2 separate regions of the Mus musculus genome follow, and region 2 is linked to region 1. The links are chromatin contacts, called in public promoter capture Hi-C maps. All regions are on one chromosome and are shown on one strand. The core of a region is the stretch at or near the end of the contact, and the rest is flanking DNA. Distances in the headings are between cores, read along the strand shown.

Region 1 (7,806 bases), core at 1,972-4,471:
TCCTGCCAGTCTCGGGAAGATTTCCAGGGGTTGACATACCTCCATCCCACTCTTGCTCCAGGGGTGCTTCCTGGTCCACACTGTAGATCAACATGAGCTGAACTCACCATATCTGTGCTAGTCTCTAACTTGAGTGACTGTCTGCCAACAACAGGAGTTGATGGCTGTGGTCTACTGTAGCACCATCCCTAGAGACAAAACATCCATTTTGTAGAAGCTTAGTGATGCCAGGCACTAAGCACCAGGAGAGGAGTAGCACTGTACCTGAGCTCAGGTAGCCTTTAGACTAGATAGGCCATGGGCCTAGAGGAAATCAAATACTATTCTGTTAAAGGAACATAACAAATGACTCATAAGGACATCTGTCTATACCCATAGATCAGTGCCTTATTCAGCCAGCATCAGAGAAGCTTCCTCTTGCAGTGGGTGAAAACTAACGCAGACCCACAACTGGACAATGTGCAGAGAGTGAGATTGCCTTGATCAAGCCTCTCCCTTCAGGCTTCAGGAGGCTATGTGGAAGAGGCCAAAGGACTGTAAGGGCCAGAGAGGATGGATGACACCAAGGAAGCATTGTCTCTCAGATACAACAGGATCGATCGATGCACACTGGGATGCAGAATGTGACAGCATGCATAGGGCCTACATAGGTTCAAGCCAACAGAGACCCAGTGCTTGCAAGGGAAATTGACACAAGCTCCTATCCCCAACCTGGAAACTGTCTCCAATTGACATCCATTTACAAAGAAAAATTAGATTTTTGCATCTTTTGGCTTCTGAGGGAATCTTCAGGGGAGAGACTCTCAGGTTTGTTTTTGATTTCTTCAAGTTCTAGATCCGAAGTGTGTGGTGTCTATGGCAATAGGGTTTTACCTTCAAGGTCTAAGATAACTGTATTTTGGGGGGGCAGTCTTTCGGACTTCCTTGGCCAACAACTTGAAGAGAAGATTTTGCTGCCTAGGACTGGAGTTTGTATTAATCTGTATCTTTTGAAAGGGAGTGTTATCGCTGCAATTGGAATAACTTCAGGAAATGTATCTTCATATGTGTATATGCTATAACTTTTCAGTCACCCTTAATGCTCTAATCCTCCCTCTCTCCCGCTTTCTCTGTCTTGCCTTCCCTCTCCCAGAGTAAAAGCTCAACACCACAGGGGCTGTCTCCAGTTGTCTTCCCTTGCGTAGCATTTGTGATCTGTTATTCTCCTTTCTAGAGCGTGTTCTACAACTTTGCTGATTTCTGCTGTTATTTCTAACAATATACACACATCTAAGGATTCAGAACTAGTATCCACAAACCATCCAGTCTCTCTGGAGTTGGGTTATCTGACTCAGAAAAACAGTTTTCATTTATTTATTTATTTATTTATTTATTTATTTATTTATTTATTTATCTATTTAAGGCAGGGTCTCACTTTGTAGCACTAGCTAGCTGGTCTGGAGCTTTTAAGGAAAAAAAATGTAACAAAACACACACCACACACTCACACTATCAACTAAACCTGGGCATCTGGGCACACTTGTGAAGGGTTTTCTTGGTTGGATTCTGTGACGTGAGAAGATTTACCTTAAATCTGCATCTTTTGTAATCAGAAGACCCACACCCTAAAAGCCCCGGAGTGGTTTTTGGAAGGCAAGGGCAGCTGGATCTCTTGACTTCAAGGCCAGCCTGGTCTACAAATCAGGTTCCAGGAAGCCAGGATTACTACACATAGAAATACTGGCGCACGCCTTTAATCCCAGCACTCGGGAGGCAGAGGCAGGCAGATTTCTGAGTTCGAGGACAGCCAGGGCTACACAGAGAAACCCTGTCTCGAAAAAAACAAAAAAACAAAAAAAAAAAGAAAAAAAGAAAAAGAAAAGAAATACTCTCTCTAAAAATAAAAAGGCCCATCCAATATCTGGGCCACACCTGGTGACAGCATACCTAAAATGACACAGAAGGAAGCCTTTTGTGCGTTTGCCTGCCTGTCCTCACTCTCACTGGCAAGTCCATCTATCATCCTGCTGCTGAGGCAGCAATTAATGTATTAGAACCTGTTTCTTCAGGACTCCCAACATTTAATGAAAACCTGCTAAGACATCCAGCCTTGTGGGCTGAACCACCATCTGCTTGGCGTTTTTATTGGAAGACAGCCACTGTTGAGCTAGCCAGACAACAGCCTGTATGCTAAACTTAGTAAATCCTGTGTGTGTGTCTTTATCAGTTTTGTTTCTCTAGAAAGCCCCAGGATTCTCACTCAGTGAAGGCTACATTTGGAGTTGGCAAAGGAGGGAGGGATTTGAGGCTTCAAGTCTTCAACACCTTCAATTGCAGATCTCTATAGTATATTTCCTAATAGATTATAAAAGTATTAATTTTATATACTCTGCCTGGCATTAAATTTTTAACATCCAGTAAGCCTCGAAAAAGTGACTTATTTATTCTGGTCCAGGTTTACTGTGTCCTGGAAGCCCAGGATAAAAGTGCTGGTGGTGAAACAAGTTATCAGCACTAAGCTATCAAAGTCGAGGAGGGACTGGCAATGTGGATCATTTACTAGCAAGGTAGTCCTTGTTCTACACTCAGAAGGCTTTAGGTTCAGTCCCAGCACCACGTGAACCCAGAATTCAAGGCCAGCCTGGGCTATGTGAGACCCTCTCAGTTTAAAAAAGAAAAGAAAGTCAAATGGTATGCAGATTGTCAGAATATATCTATCTCTGTCTTTTTAAGTGTATGTGTATGCACATGTGTTCTTAGAAGTCAGAAGAGGGTATCAAAGTCGCTAAGCTGGAGTTAAAGGTGGTGACTGTCTCATGTAGCTGCTAAGAAACAAGCTTGGGTCCGCTGCGGAATGAGTTACTCTCTAAGCCTTTGCTCCTGTCCTCCACCTGACTTTTAAGGGGCTCTCTCCTGTAGTTTGGTTTGCTCATACCTTACTTCCTCCAGATGCACAATTCACAGTAGGTTTAACCCTGAGTGACCAAAAACAAAACAAAAAAACCCAAAAAAGTCTATACATAAACTCTGGGGGTAAAGGGAGAGAGGGAGGGGTTAGCTCCTCAAGCCAAAACAACCAGAGGGTGGGTGCGACTACATTGCGCATGGGCAAAAGCTTCATGGCGTATGCTTTTGGCGCGAAAAGTGCGTGCGGTGGGCGGGGCTCTGTACGGAACCGCCATTGATTGGACGGGTTTGGCGCGAAGTAGCTCAGCTCCTACCCTGTTATTGGCTGAGGTGAGAGGGCGGGGCTAGCCGGAGGCGCGCGCGAAGTGGCAGCGCGGAAGGAGCTACGCGTGGAACCTGCGGCCGGGCTATCTGCAGCTGCGGACTCTCCTCCGCGGTGGTCTTCCCTCAGCAGCGCGTACTCTCGGCGCCGCCATGGACCTCGCAGCGGCCGCGGAGCCCGGCGCCGGAAGCCAGCACCCGGAGGTGCGCGACGAGGTGGCCGAGAAATGCCAGAAGCTGTTCCTAGACTTCCTGGAAGAGTGAGTGGCCTCCGGGGGCTCGCGGGCCGGGCGGAGACCGGGGCCATGTGTGCTCCGGAAGGGATGGGCCCCGGCCCGGCGGGAATCCGAAGCCTCCTCGACTCCTTTCTTCACCGCAGCGCTCCCTTGTGTCATACTGTGCTGCTTTTTCATTACGTTTCTAAAACAGGGTTTCGAACTCGCTGTGTAGCCAAAGATGATTTTGAACTTGTAATCCTCCAGCCTCCGCTTAGCTTGTGCTGGAATGACAGATGTGCACCGCCATGACTAGTTGGGGCGATGCTGGGAATGAATCCCAGCAGGACTCACGTCGCAACCCAGTGAGGCCAGAGTTTGGTTTTTTGGGAGGTGGGGGGGGGGGGGGGGGGCGTTACCTCTTGAGTAGGGTTGGGCACACAGCCCAGAACCAGGAGCTTGCAATGCAAGCAAACCTGGGCCAGCTCGTTCTAACAGGAATCTATGGCTTGATGACTGTTCAGTGAAATGAGTTCTGCCCTATATAATGAAAGAATTGTTCTAGACATCTAGCTGCCTCCTTCCCATCCCTCCCTCCGCTTCTAGCACCTAGCAGCAACCACATACCAGTGTGCTCCTTACTCTTCCGCCTCCAATAGTAAACAATTCTTTTCTTTTTCTTTTTAAAGATTATGTCAGTATATAACAAAAACTTAAGAGTTTTGACCTTTTGGGAGTGTACAACAAGCATCTTGAGGTGCATTCAACTTGTACAATGATCCCTGTTTGAAACTCTTCCAACTCTACCTACTAAATAGTTAGAGCCTCTCTAACTCTCCTAGCCTCCTGACACCTGCCACACTTCTAACATTGAACTGGATCACTATAGGTGCCTCCGATAAGTGTGTGTGGCTAATTTTGCTAGACATGCAGCTTATTGTAATCAAGGGTTTGCCTTTTAAGGCAGAATAAAATGACATGGCACGCGTATACTGGTTACCACATATTGCTGATCTAGTCGTCCTTTTGGCTCTACAGCTATCTTTTGAAGTTCTGCTATACTTAAAACTGTAAGCAGGCCAGTGTTGGGCACAAGCCAGCGGTAGACGGATCCTATGAGTTCAAGGCCAGCCTGGTCTACAAAGTGAGTTCCAGGACAGAGCTCAGGGCTACATAGAAAGTCTGGTGCTGAAAAACAAAACAAACAAAAATAACCCTCTGGAATTTAAATTCTATGTTCCAACCTTTGTAATGTTTTTGGCAGTCGGTACAGCTGCTTGTCCTTCAAAACCCAAGTCTCCTTTTGATTAAAGTCTGTGTAAACCAGCAGTTCTCAACATGTAGATCAGGATCCCTTGGGGCACATACCAGATCCATATGCACAGTATGGTCCATAACAGCAAAATTAGTTATGAAGTAGCAATGAGATGGTTTTATGGTTGGGGTCATCACACATGAGGAACTGTATTAAAGGGTCTCAGCGTTAAGGTCGAGAACCACTACTTTAGACCATTCAGGCAACAAGCAGTAGCTACTTCTTTGCCTGTGATCCCAGCAGGCCTGCTATTTTCCAGATGCCAAGGGCCTTTTCTTGGTAGCTAAGAGCTGGAGCTAAGCATAAACAGGACTTAGTTTTTAAAATAATCAACTTCCATTCACAGAGCAGCTTTGCTTTTGCTTGCAGAAGAGTCTAAATATTTCTTTTTTGTTTGTTTTTATTTTGAGACAGGGTTTCTTTGTGTAGCCCCTTCAACTCAGACATGTGCTTAACTCTGCCTCCCAAGCACTGGGGCTAAAGGTGTGCACTGTCGCCACCCAGCTATGTCTAAATTTTCTGTTAGTTTCATTTTCCATGAGTCACCACGGGTGGCTCAGCTATCTATTTTTTGCTGCTTGCTTGTTTTCTTAATAATGTTAGGGAAGGAACCCAGACAGAGCCTTACACATGGTAGACAAGCATTCCGCCCCTGAGTCTGTGTCTCCAGCATCTATCCCCTTTGTTTCTTTATTTGATAGAACTTACTGTGTTGCCATAGCTGTCTGGATTCACAGAATCATTCTCTGCTGGGATAAAGGCGTGCACCACTGCACCCAGCTCCCTGGGCCTTTTTTGACTTTTTTAGTTTTGAGAGAAGGTCCCTTTTAAGTTGCCCAGTCAGTCCTTGAACTTCCAACTTTCCATCTTTAGCCTCGGTAACAAGGATTAACAGGCCCACATCACCAAGCTCTGCCACTTCTTTCTCATAAATTTACCTTTTAATGACACCAATGCCACCTTTTACACCTGTGAATCTTTATTATAGCTATTCCAGTAGGCATAATTGGCTTTGATTTCTGGCACTTCTGTCAATAGAGACATTATTTGTTGTTTATGGGTCTTGTCTCCTAAGAATGCCAGCCCCAGGACAGAAACAACACTACCTTTTCTGTACTTTTAGATATTAGTTGGAAGAGAAATTAATTTTGGGTCTGCCCCCCCTCCCCAATTAATGTGCTTTCATTTTCTTGAGGTCTTTAGCAGTGATACCTCATTTCTGTGTGGGGTGGTGTTTGTTTTGCTTGCTCTGTGTGTGTGTGTGTGTGTTATTAGAGATTAGACCTAAGACTTTGTGGGTGCTAGGCAAGCACTGAACTATGTTTCCAGCCTTTTTATTCCGCTTCTTAAATTATGACTAATGGAAATTTAATATTTGGATTTTAACTCTCTGTTCTTAATTACACATAACATTTTTTTTTTGTTTTTGTTTTTCGAGACAGGGTCTCTCTGTGTAGCCCTGGCTGTCCTGGAACTCAGAAATCCACCTGCCTCTGCCTCCCAAGTGCTGGGATTAAAGGCGTGCACCACCACTGCCCAGCTAACAATAATTTTTAAAACCTGTTCATTAGAAAATGTTAAATCGTCTGGGTGTGTGGTACTGGCACACACCTTCAATCCCAGTACCAGAAATCAGAGGCAGGTGAATCTCTGGAGTTTGGAATAGTAAAAGCCTTGGGGTAGTCAGGGCTACACAAAGAAACCCTGAGGGGAAACGGAGGGAAAAAGAAGAAAGAAAAGAAACTGTTAGATCAGGGCGGGGGAGATGGCCCACTGGTTAAAAGCACTGGCTACTCATGTAGAGGACCCAGGTTCTATTCCCAGCACCCTGCAGTTCCAGGACTCTCATTACTGCCTTCTGGCCTCATTAAGCACCACTACACACATGGTGAACATGCATAGATGAAGGTAAAATACTTATACACATAAAATCAAAAATTTTTAAGAAAAAGAAAATGTTAAATTAGTTGAGGTGAGGGCTGGGGCTAATGGCTCAGCGGGTACTGCAAACCTGACAATTTGAGTTCAGTCCCTAGGACTCATGGTAGAAGGAGAGAGCCGACTTCCATATGTTTAGTTTTGGTTTTCTTTTATTTATTTTTTAACTCTGAGGCCTGGAAAGGTTGTCAGATCCCCTAGAGCTGGAATTACAATGACTGCGAGCCTCCTGATGGGAGTGTTTGGAACAGAATCAACAAGCACTCATAACAGCTGAGCCATCTTTCTAGTCCCTGTAAGTTGTCCTTTCACATGTGGGACAGAGTATAAACACAGACATCAATAGAATAAATACATAAATGAGTAAGCATTATACAACTCATTTTAAAAGTATTCTCTCATCTACTCATCATCAATTTTATGAGATTAAACTTAGAAAAGTAAATAGTTTGCCCCAAGTCATGTACATACTGAATGTGGACTCTGAGCCTAAACTGCATGCTGATTAATCAATATACTAAGTTACCTAGTGTCCAGGTTAATTTTTACTGCCTAGTTACACTGTTTAATGTGACTTGTATGTATCTGCAGGTTCCAGGGTAGTGATGGAGAAATTAAATACTTGCAGTTTGCAGAGGAGCTAATTCGTCCTGAGAGAAACACGCTGGTTGTGAGTTTTGCAGACCTGGAACAATTTAACCAACAACTTTCTACCACCATTCAGGAAGAGTTCTATAGGTAAGAGTGTATTCCTTTTCCCTTGAATAGACATGAAGCCTGGGAAGCCAGCTACTTGCCCTGGATGGTCCCTGTAAGGAAGAAGGGCAGCTGTCACAGTTACTATTGATGCAGGTCTAACTTTAACTTTTGTGGAATATCAAAAAACAGTTGCTATTATATTGCTTTCTTATTTTATCTGATTTTCACCTAGCCCATCTCTCCCCTGGGGTAGGTACTTAGAGTAATTACTCTAGTTAAGTCCTAGGTGTAAAGTTCTTTCTTTGCACCAAAGATAGGGATTTTTCCGATGGAGTCTCACCAAGGTGCTGCCCAAGTTGACCTTGAGCTCATGTTTAGTCATGCCTCAGCTTCCTGAACAGCTAGAATTGCAAGCACACACCACTCATGCCA
Region 2 (7,501 bases), core at 3,816-6,315, 200 kb before region 1:
TAATTGACTAAACTCATGAGGATGTGGAAATTGACTTGGGTGGTGACTCGTGTGTTCTGGCTTGCCTGCAGGAGAATCTGAGTTCCACAGAAACGCATGAAGGTTTGATATTTCTCAGTGATAAATGTAGAGTCCAGAGCAGACCGGGCACAAGTCAGCTTAATAAATGTGCTTCAGTGAACACCCTGACAGGAAGAGGTGCAGGTGGGGCCTCCCTGGATTCTTTTCTTTTCACCTCCCCTCCCCCTCCCCTAAAGTCAATGCCCTGATAGACTGATTTGAAAGGCAAAGAAATAGCCTTACAAACAGTAAGGAAGAAATCCTAGCGAGCATGCCATACGTGGAAAGGTGGAGGGGAAAGAGAGATAACAGTAAACTGGTGAAATTTGACAGACCCAGCTGAAACCCTCCACATGAGGTGTTTCTGGATGTTGGGCACCTTGCCAGCCACATTTGGCTTGTGACAGTCAGGCCTGAGGGGACGCCAGGTGGGCAGTTATCTGGGAGTGTCAATATTTTTGTTCTCCCCTGCCTTGTCTTTATACTTCTACTTCCCAAGTGCATGGACTATAGGCACACACCACCACACCCACTTTACATCGTGCTAGGGTTGAATCCAGGGCTTCGTACATGCTAGGCAAACACTATACCAACTAGACTACGTCCTGGTCCCTGGCAGGGTGGGGAGGGGGGGATGTATAATCTAAGTAGCAAAGAGGAAGGTTCTTTCCACCCCATCACCTCTTTCCTGAAATAAAAACACCTATCTTAATCTGTGACAATGCTACAATTCCAGTAGAAAGTTCTCTGTTCCTTTAACTCCCATGTTTCTTTCAGCCTTAAACAATAGCAATAGAAACAAAGTGTCCAAAAGCTCTCCAGGAAAGCCTAGGCCATCTCCTGCTTCCACTGACCTTAGATAATGGAGTTCCTGACCAAAGGCAAAAGAAACCTAACATTTGTTTGCCGGTTTTCTAATAAAACTCCAGACTAAGTCTAAATATGAAATAAGAAAACATTGTTCAAAATGATAGCAACTGGAGAGACAGCTTGGACAGTAAAGTTCTGGTCTTGCTAACAATGAGGACCTGGGTTTTATTCTCACAACTCACATAAAGAAGAAAGCCTTGAACATGGTTGCCCATGTTCATAATCCCATCAGTAGAGAGACAGACAGGGGGTCCCTGGGACTCACTGACCAACCTCCCTATCTTATTTGTTGAGTTCCAAGTCAGTGAGAGACTGTCTCAAAACACAAGATGAGCTGGTGAGGAGAGTAACACTGAAGGTTGACCTCTGATCTCCACACGTATGTTCACATACACATGCACCTGAAACACACACACACACACCTGAATTCTTATATCACACACATGCGCCTGCATATGCACTACACACTCCTGCACATACACACAAACTCACACATACACACATATGCACCTGAATGCATACACCACACACATGCACCTACTCACACACACTCACTCACACACACACACATATGCACCTGAATTCATATACCACATACATGCACCTGCACATACACACAGGCACACACACATGCACCTGAATTCATACACCACACACATGCACCTACACACACACACACACACACACACACACACACATACGCACTCACACATACACACACATGCACCTGAAATCATATATTACACACACACACACCAGCACACAAACACACTAAAAGTGAAGCTGTGCTATAAAATGTTCCTGATATATCTTGTTCCTTACAAAGCCTAGAGAATAGCTTAGCAATGGTAACTTGTGAGACACTCCATTATAAAATGGTGTTTTTCTATTTTAGTGAGTCAGTAGAAATCTGATTTTTAAAGTACAGAGCTTGCTTTTACTACTCTGTGTGTAATTCTCTGTCCATTTAGAACTGATATTTAAAAAAAACAAGGAAGAAAGAAAGAAAGGAAGAAAGAAAGAAAGAAAGAAAGAAAGAAAGAAAGAAAGAAAGAAAGAAAGAAAGAAAGAAAGAAAGAGAGAGAGAGAGAGAGAGAGAGAAAGAGAGAAAGTAAGTTAGGGGTGAATACCAAAAGGCCAAGATAAATGCTTGCATTAGAGGAGGAAAAAGAAGAGAAAGAAATCTAAGAAACAAAGCTTGCCCACCATTACTGTTGGTTTTGATGATGATATTAATATTATAAATAGTGGTTGCTTTGTTTGAAACAGCCCTTCTACATAGCCCAGGCTAGCCCCAAACTCACTAAATAGCCCAGGATAGCCTCAGATTCCTGGCAATCCTCCTGACTCAATCTTTGCACGCTGCAATTATAAGCAAGCACAAACAGGTTCCGTTAACTGGTAGTTTTTAATGGAGGAAACTCAAAAAAAGCTTGACCACATAAATGTAGAAAATTACAAATTATTACAGAATGGGGATTGGGGCTAAATATTGAGGCAGAAGAAATGAAAGCAGATTAGAGAGATGGCTCAGTAGGTAGAGTTTGTCCTGGAGGATCTAATGACCTGTGTGTCAAATTGACACACGATACAGTCATTTGGGAGGAACATCAAATGAAAGACTGTTCCCACCAGATTGTCCTGTGGGCAAGCTTGTGGTGCGTTCTTCACTGATGATTGATATGGGAGGCCCTACCCCATGTGGGCAGTGCCAGCCCTGGGTAGGTGGTTCTGGGTTGTGTAAGAAAGTAGGCTGAGCAAGCCACAAGGAACAAGCCAGTAAACAGCATTTTTCCATCACATCTATTTCAGTTCCTGCCTCCAGGTTCCTGCCTTGACATCTCTCAGTGATGGAGTGTGACCCGAGAGTTCTAAGCTGAAATAAAGCCTTTCCTTGTCAAGTTGCTTTTGGTTGTGGTATTTTAACTCGGCAATAGAAACCCTAAGACAGCATGCAGTAGAGGGATGCAAAAGTCCACATGCTTACAATCCCAGAAGGTCTGTGGAAAGATGGGAGACAAGGGACCGCTGAACATGCAGAAGCCCATGAGCCACTATCCTGGTATACTCAGGAATGAATAACAAGAAAGCACCTGTCTCAAGCAAGGTTGAAGGAAAAGGCCCACACCTGAGGCTGTCCTCTGACCACAGACAGGCTTTGACATGCATGCACTTGTATCCAGGTGTACACATGGACTTGTGTACAATTACAGAGACAGACAGACAGACAGACAGACAGACAGAAGTAAAGGACAAAAATATCTCCATTGGTAAGTGCTAATTCACAAATTAAAAAATTAAAGAAGACATACAAAAGCAGAGGACATCTTAGGCAATGTGGCAATCATCCCTTGCCAGAGGCTTTGCTCAGCGAGCTTCTCTGTCAGTCATGTTAACGATAACTATGCACATTTTCACTAAATAAAACATCTATGGAGAACTCAAAGACTATATGGGCTGTAAGAATTTAATCTGTGTGTGTGTGTGTGTGTGTGTGTGTGTGTGTATGAAAGCCAGAGGCCAATCTCATGTTGTGTTTTGAAAACTGGTCTTTCGTTGGCTCGTTGATGGTCAGTGAACCCCAGGGACCTGCCTGGCTTTGCCTGTCCAGCACTGATATACAAGTGTGTATCGCCACCCCTCCTGGCTTTCTCTTGTGTGAGCCCTTGTGTTTCTATGGCCAGCTCTTCACCTGCTGAGCCATCTCCTCAGTCAGCTGCGGGAATTTGAAAGTGAGTGAGCACTCTGCCTTCTCCCTGCCTGTACAGAAACCAAGACAACAAACAGGGAAAACAACAACCCAACCAAGACAACAAACAGAGCAAACAACAACCCAACCAAGACAACAAACAGAAAAAACAACCCAGCCAGCAAGAACATTTTTGGGGAGTGACTGGCAAGCTAACTGGGTGACATCTAATTGACAATTCATCCATTCTTCAGTAAATATATAATGGGCACTTAGTCAATGAACTTGTGTAAGAACAAACCGTCCCAAACTTAGTAGCTTAAATAGTCACAGTCTCCTCTTTTTCTTCCTCCTCCTCCTCCTCTTTCTCCTGTGGAGACAGGATCTCATGTAGCCCAAGCTAGCTTCAAACTTGCTGTGTAGCCCAGGATAACAATGAACTTTTGATCCTCCCTCCCACCCCCTGCCATAGTCAAGGAGTTACAGGCATTCACCAACCTACACGACTGATTTTATGTAGTGCTGGGTATAGAACTCCAGGCTTTGTGTATGCTGGATGCAACTGAGCCCCAGCTCCAGTCACCATCTCTTTAACTGGCTGCTTTTTTTTTTTTTTTTTTTTTTTTTTTGTCTTACTGTGCAGCCTCAGGCTGACCTGGGATTCCCTTTGTAGATCAAGCCAGAATTCACAGAGATCCACCTGCCTCCGTTTCCCAAATGCCAAGTGCTGTAATGTGATGTACCATCACATCCAGCTAGTTGGCAATTCTTTAGATGATCTTTGGAGATGGACCCAGCTAGACAATTCCTCTGGTCTCATTCCTGTACCTGTAGCCTGCCACTCACCACATAGACAGTGAACCTCTGGGGAAGGCAGGTCTGGTTGTTGACAGTGAAGGTGAGCCACCAGTCTGTCTCTCGCCCTCTGCAGTCTACCCTAACTGTATTCACATGCAATGCTGAAGAACAAAAGTCAAGGCTCAGAGCTGACATCACAACCCATCTGTGGATTTCTATGGCCAACACAGGTCACAGGCCAGGGATTGCAGAGCTAATTCGCAAAGGCTGCACACCGAAGGAAAAGAAGAGCCCAACCCAGCTACCCAGGGGTGAGCTAGGCATTGAGAAGAGAGCCGTGAGACAGACAGACATAAAGCCCATCTTCCTACTGGCTAAACCCCCACTAACGGTAGCACACCTGTCTATAGCTCTAAGACAATGGGTGTAGAATGACTGTTTACCTGTGGGACACTAATGTTGACTCTATTAATTGGCACTTGGCACCTGAGTCAGGGGATTCTTCGTGCTCAACGTGGGACCTATTAACACGCCTTATTGTGAATAGAACTAATTACTAAAATTGGATTGCAACCAAGCCACCCTCAGCCACTTCTCTCTACAATGCCAACACTATTGAGCAAAGGACGTTTGCAATTCTGTCGAAATCCTATTTTAAGACAGAGTCATTTGTTCTTTGCCTCAGACTCCCAGTTGCATCTGGTGCCCCTGGACCAGAATCATTTGTCCAGAAGGTGACCTTCACCATCGTGGCTTTCGCCTGAGAATCAACCTCCAACAAACGGCGGTGCAAACTGAGAGCCAGGAGTCCTAGCCAAGGGCTGTTGGCCATCCACCTCCCAGATGTCAGAGCCCAGAGACAGAAGGTGATTGTCTCCAAACAGCCCCATCCTATGGCTCAGCAGGGGAGCAGCCATGTGGCAGACATGATGGGACCTGCTTTGCCAAGACAGAGCTCTCCACAGGGCCAAAACTGAGAAACTTCCCAGATTCTGGAGGAAAGGCTGGGCCAAACTCCGTGAGCTTTGTCTCAATTTCCCCTCCTGGAGAATGCGCTTTCTCCTCGGGCTCAAATAGGCACGGCAGTACTTCCGCTTTTGTTCACTTGGCTCTGTCCATCAACAGATTCGCACGATTTGCCATAGGATGACTTTGTCAGTAAAGTAGTTGCTTTGTAATCATGAGGACCTGAGCTCAGATCTACAGCACCCTCTTGGAAGCTGGGAGTGGACTTGCCTATCTATAACCCTGGCACTGGAAAGGGCAGAGTCAGGCGGTCCTGGCCTGTCAGCCTAGCCAATCAGCTCTGGCTTCAGCGAGGCACCCTGTCTCAAAAGATAAGGAGGGAAGGTCAGCAAAAGAGGCGCCAAACGAAGACCTGAGTTGAGTCCCCAGGACCCATATGATGGGAAGAGAGAACAAACTCTGACGTCCCCATTCACTGTCGCACTCTTCTGTGGTATTTTTATTCAGAGAGAGAGAGAGGGAGAGAGGGAGAGAGAGGGAGAGAGAGAGAGAGAGAGAGAGAGAGAGAGAGAGAGAGAGAGAGAGAGAGAGAGAGAGAGGGAGAGGGAGAGGGAGAGAGAGAGAGAGAGAGAGAGAGGGAGATTAGAAACAGCCACAAACCAAACATCAATGCCACCAGTCCTATAACCTCCCCCACCCCTACTTAACACCAGATGGTACCCAAATTTGCTTATTTCAAAGCAACAGGGAGGTTTCCTCTGGGTGGTCAAACATGATGGTCCCAGAGTTGAAACAGAGCAGGAGCAGAGAGGAGACACTGGGCTGTCAAAGCTGAGACTTCCCGCAGAGCTCCATTTTATCTCTGGTCAGCTTCTTAACTTCTTTTCAGCAAGGAGCCCTCATCACATATCACTGAAAGGAAGGCAAAGGAGCAACCTCACAAAAGACAGTAGCAGACCATCGTCCAGCTGGCCCCGAGCCTCGCCCCTCTGTTAATCGTTAAGCAAACTTTTCCACAGGCTTCTTCGTGCTCTCTGTAGGTTATACTCATATGTCCCTAATGGTGTGTCTCAAGTACATACCATTTTCTTTTGCTTTCTCAACACAACCTTCACAAATTACAGTGTGGCTTAGCAGAGAGCCTGGGTTGTGTTTTCCTTTTACAGATGTGATGCTAAGATGAGAAATTAAATGACTGGCCTGATGTTACAGGCTAGTGAGTGTGACCCAGGTGTTACTGGGGAAAATGGGGTTCCCATTTTTGATTCTCAGTCTCATTGATTAAATAAATATTTTAAAAACCTGACTCTAAGGAAGCTAAAAGGCAATTTCATTGAAGTTTGAGGGGGAAAAAAAATAATAGAAAATCCTTGTTGTTACCAAGGAAGAAAATAGGAGTAAACCAAAGCTCTTAGGCATAAGATCAGAGAAAGAGAGAGCCCAGTGTGTCAGGGAAACAAGGCTGAGGTGCACCATGCTACAAATCTGAGTTCAGAGGACACCAAATTCTAGGCTCTTGTTTCCCGGGCAAAGGACTGCACCAGGGACACCAGGCTAGAAGCTGAGACAGTATACTCATAGATTGGTGCCTTATTCAGCCATCATCAGAGAAGCTTCCCCTGGGGGAAAGGGAGAGAGAAAGGAGGGAGGGAGGGAGGGAGGGAGGGAGGGAGGGAGGGAGGGAGGGAGGGGGAGAGGAAGGGAGGGAGGGGGAGAGGGAGGGAGGGAGGGAGAGAGGAAGGGAGGGAGGGGGAGAGGGAGGGAGGGAGGGAGGGAGAGAGAGAGAGAGAGAGAGAGAGAGATATCTTGGAACCCACAGCTCCAAATGAAATGTCTCCATTAAATTTCTTCCCTCAGAACCCAAGGAGCCAACCCTGTGAAAGAGAAGGCAGAAGGCGCGTAAGATAGCCAGAGGGAACAGAGAACACAAGGAGAGCAAGTTCTTGAGAGTCAAGAGAGCAAAACTCAGATGAACTCACAGAGACTGGAGCAGCACGCACAAGGTCTGCACAGGGCTGCACCAGGTCTCCTGTGTGTATATGATGGCTTCCAGTTTAGTGTTTTCGTAGGTCTCCTGAGTGTGTGGACACTCTGTGGGTCTCTGATTCTTGTGTCTTT

The links. Promoter capture Hi-C pulls out the DNA fragments that hold promoters and counts their contacts.
Region 2: a contact with region 1 is called in a promoter capture Hi-C map of hematopoietic stem and progenitor cells, with 2.1 times the contacts expected there. The contact joins the enhancer-like site here to the promoter of Mcm6 in region 1. A contact is called at or near these places in 3 of 39 promoter capture datasets (the HPC-7 cell line, HPC-7-derived erythroid cells and hematopoietic stem and progenitor cells), 1 of 15 datasets of contacts at CTCF or cohesin (CD8 T cells), 2 of 484 Hi-C or Micro-C datasets (the CH12 cell line and bone marrow-derived macrophages), 5 of 115 datasets of contacts at active chromatin or transcription factors (CD8 T cells, acute myeloid leukemia, bone marrow-derived macrophages and 2 more) and 1 of 9 other capture datasets (pancreatic islet).

What each region holds. Positions count from the first base shown.
Region 1 is chr1:128,355,120-128,362,925 of GRCm38.p6, reverse strand. Mcm6 (minichromosome maintenance complex component 6) reads left to right here and starts at 3,221. Exons shown (of 17, transcript NM_008567.2): 1 at 3,221-3,467; 2 at 7,267-7,413. The coding sequence starts at 3,361.
Region 2 is chr1:128,559,220-128,566,720 of GRCm38.p6, reverse strand. No RefSeq gene overlaps it. Among named protein-coding and RNA genes, the nearest start is that of Gm41950, 21 kb to the right of the region's middle. Within about 2 kb of position 5,065, at least 42 of the 459 cell types and tissues checked have an H3K27ac peak or open chromatin away from gene starts, as enhancers often do. A contact at or near this core is called in acute myeloid leukemia and hematopoietic stem and progenitor cells, where this site is marked.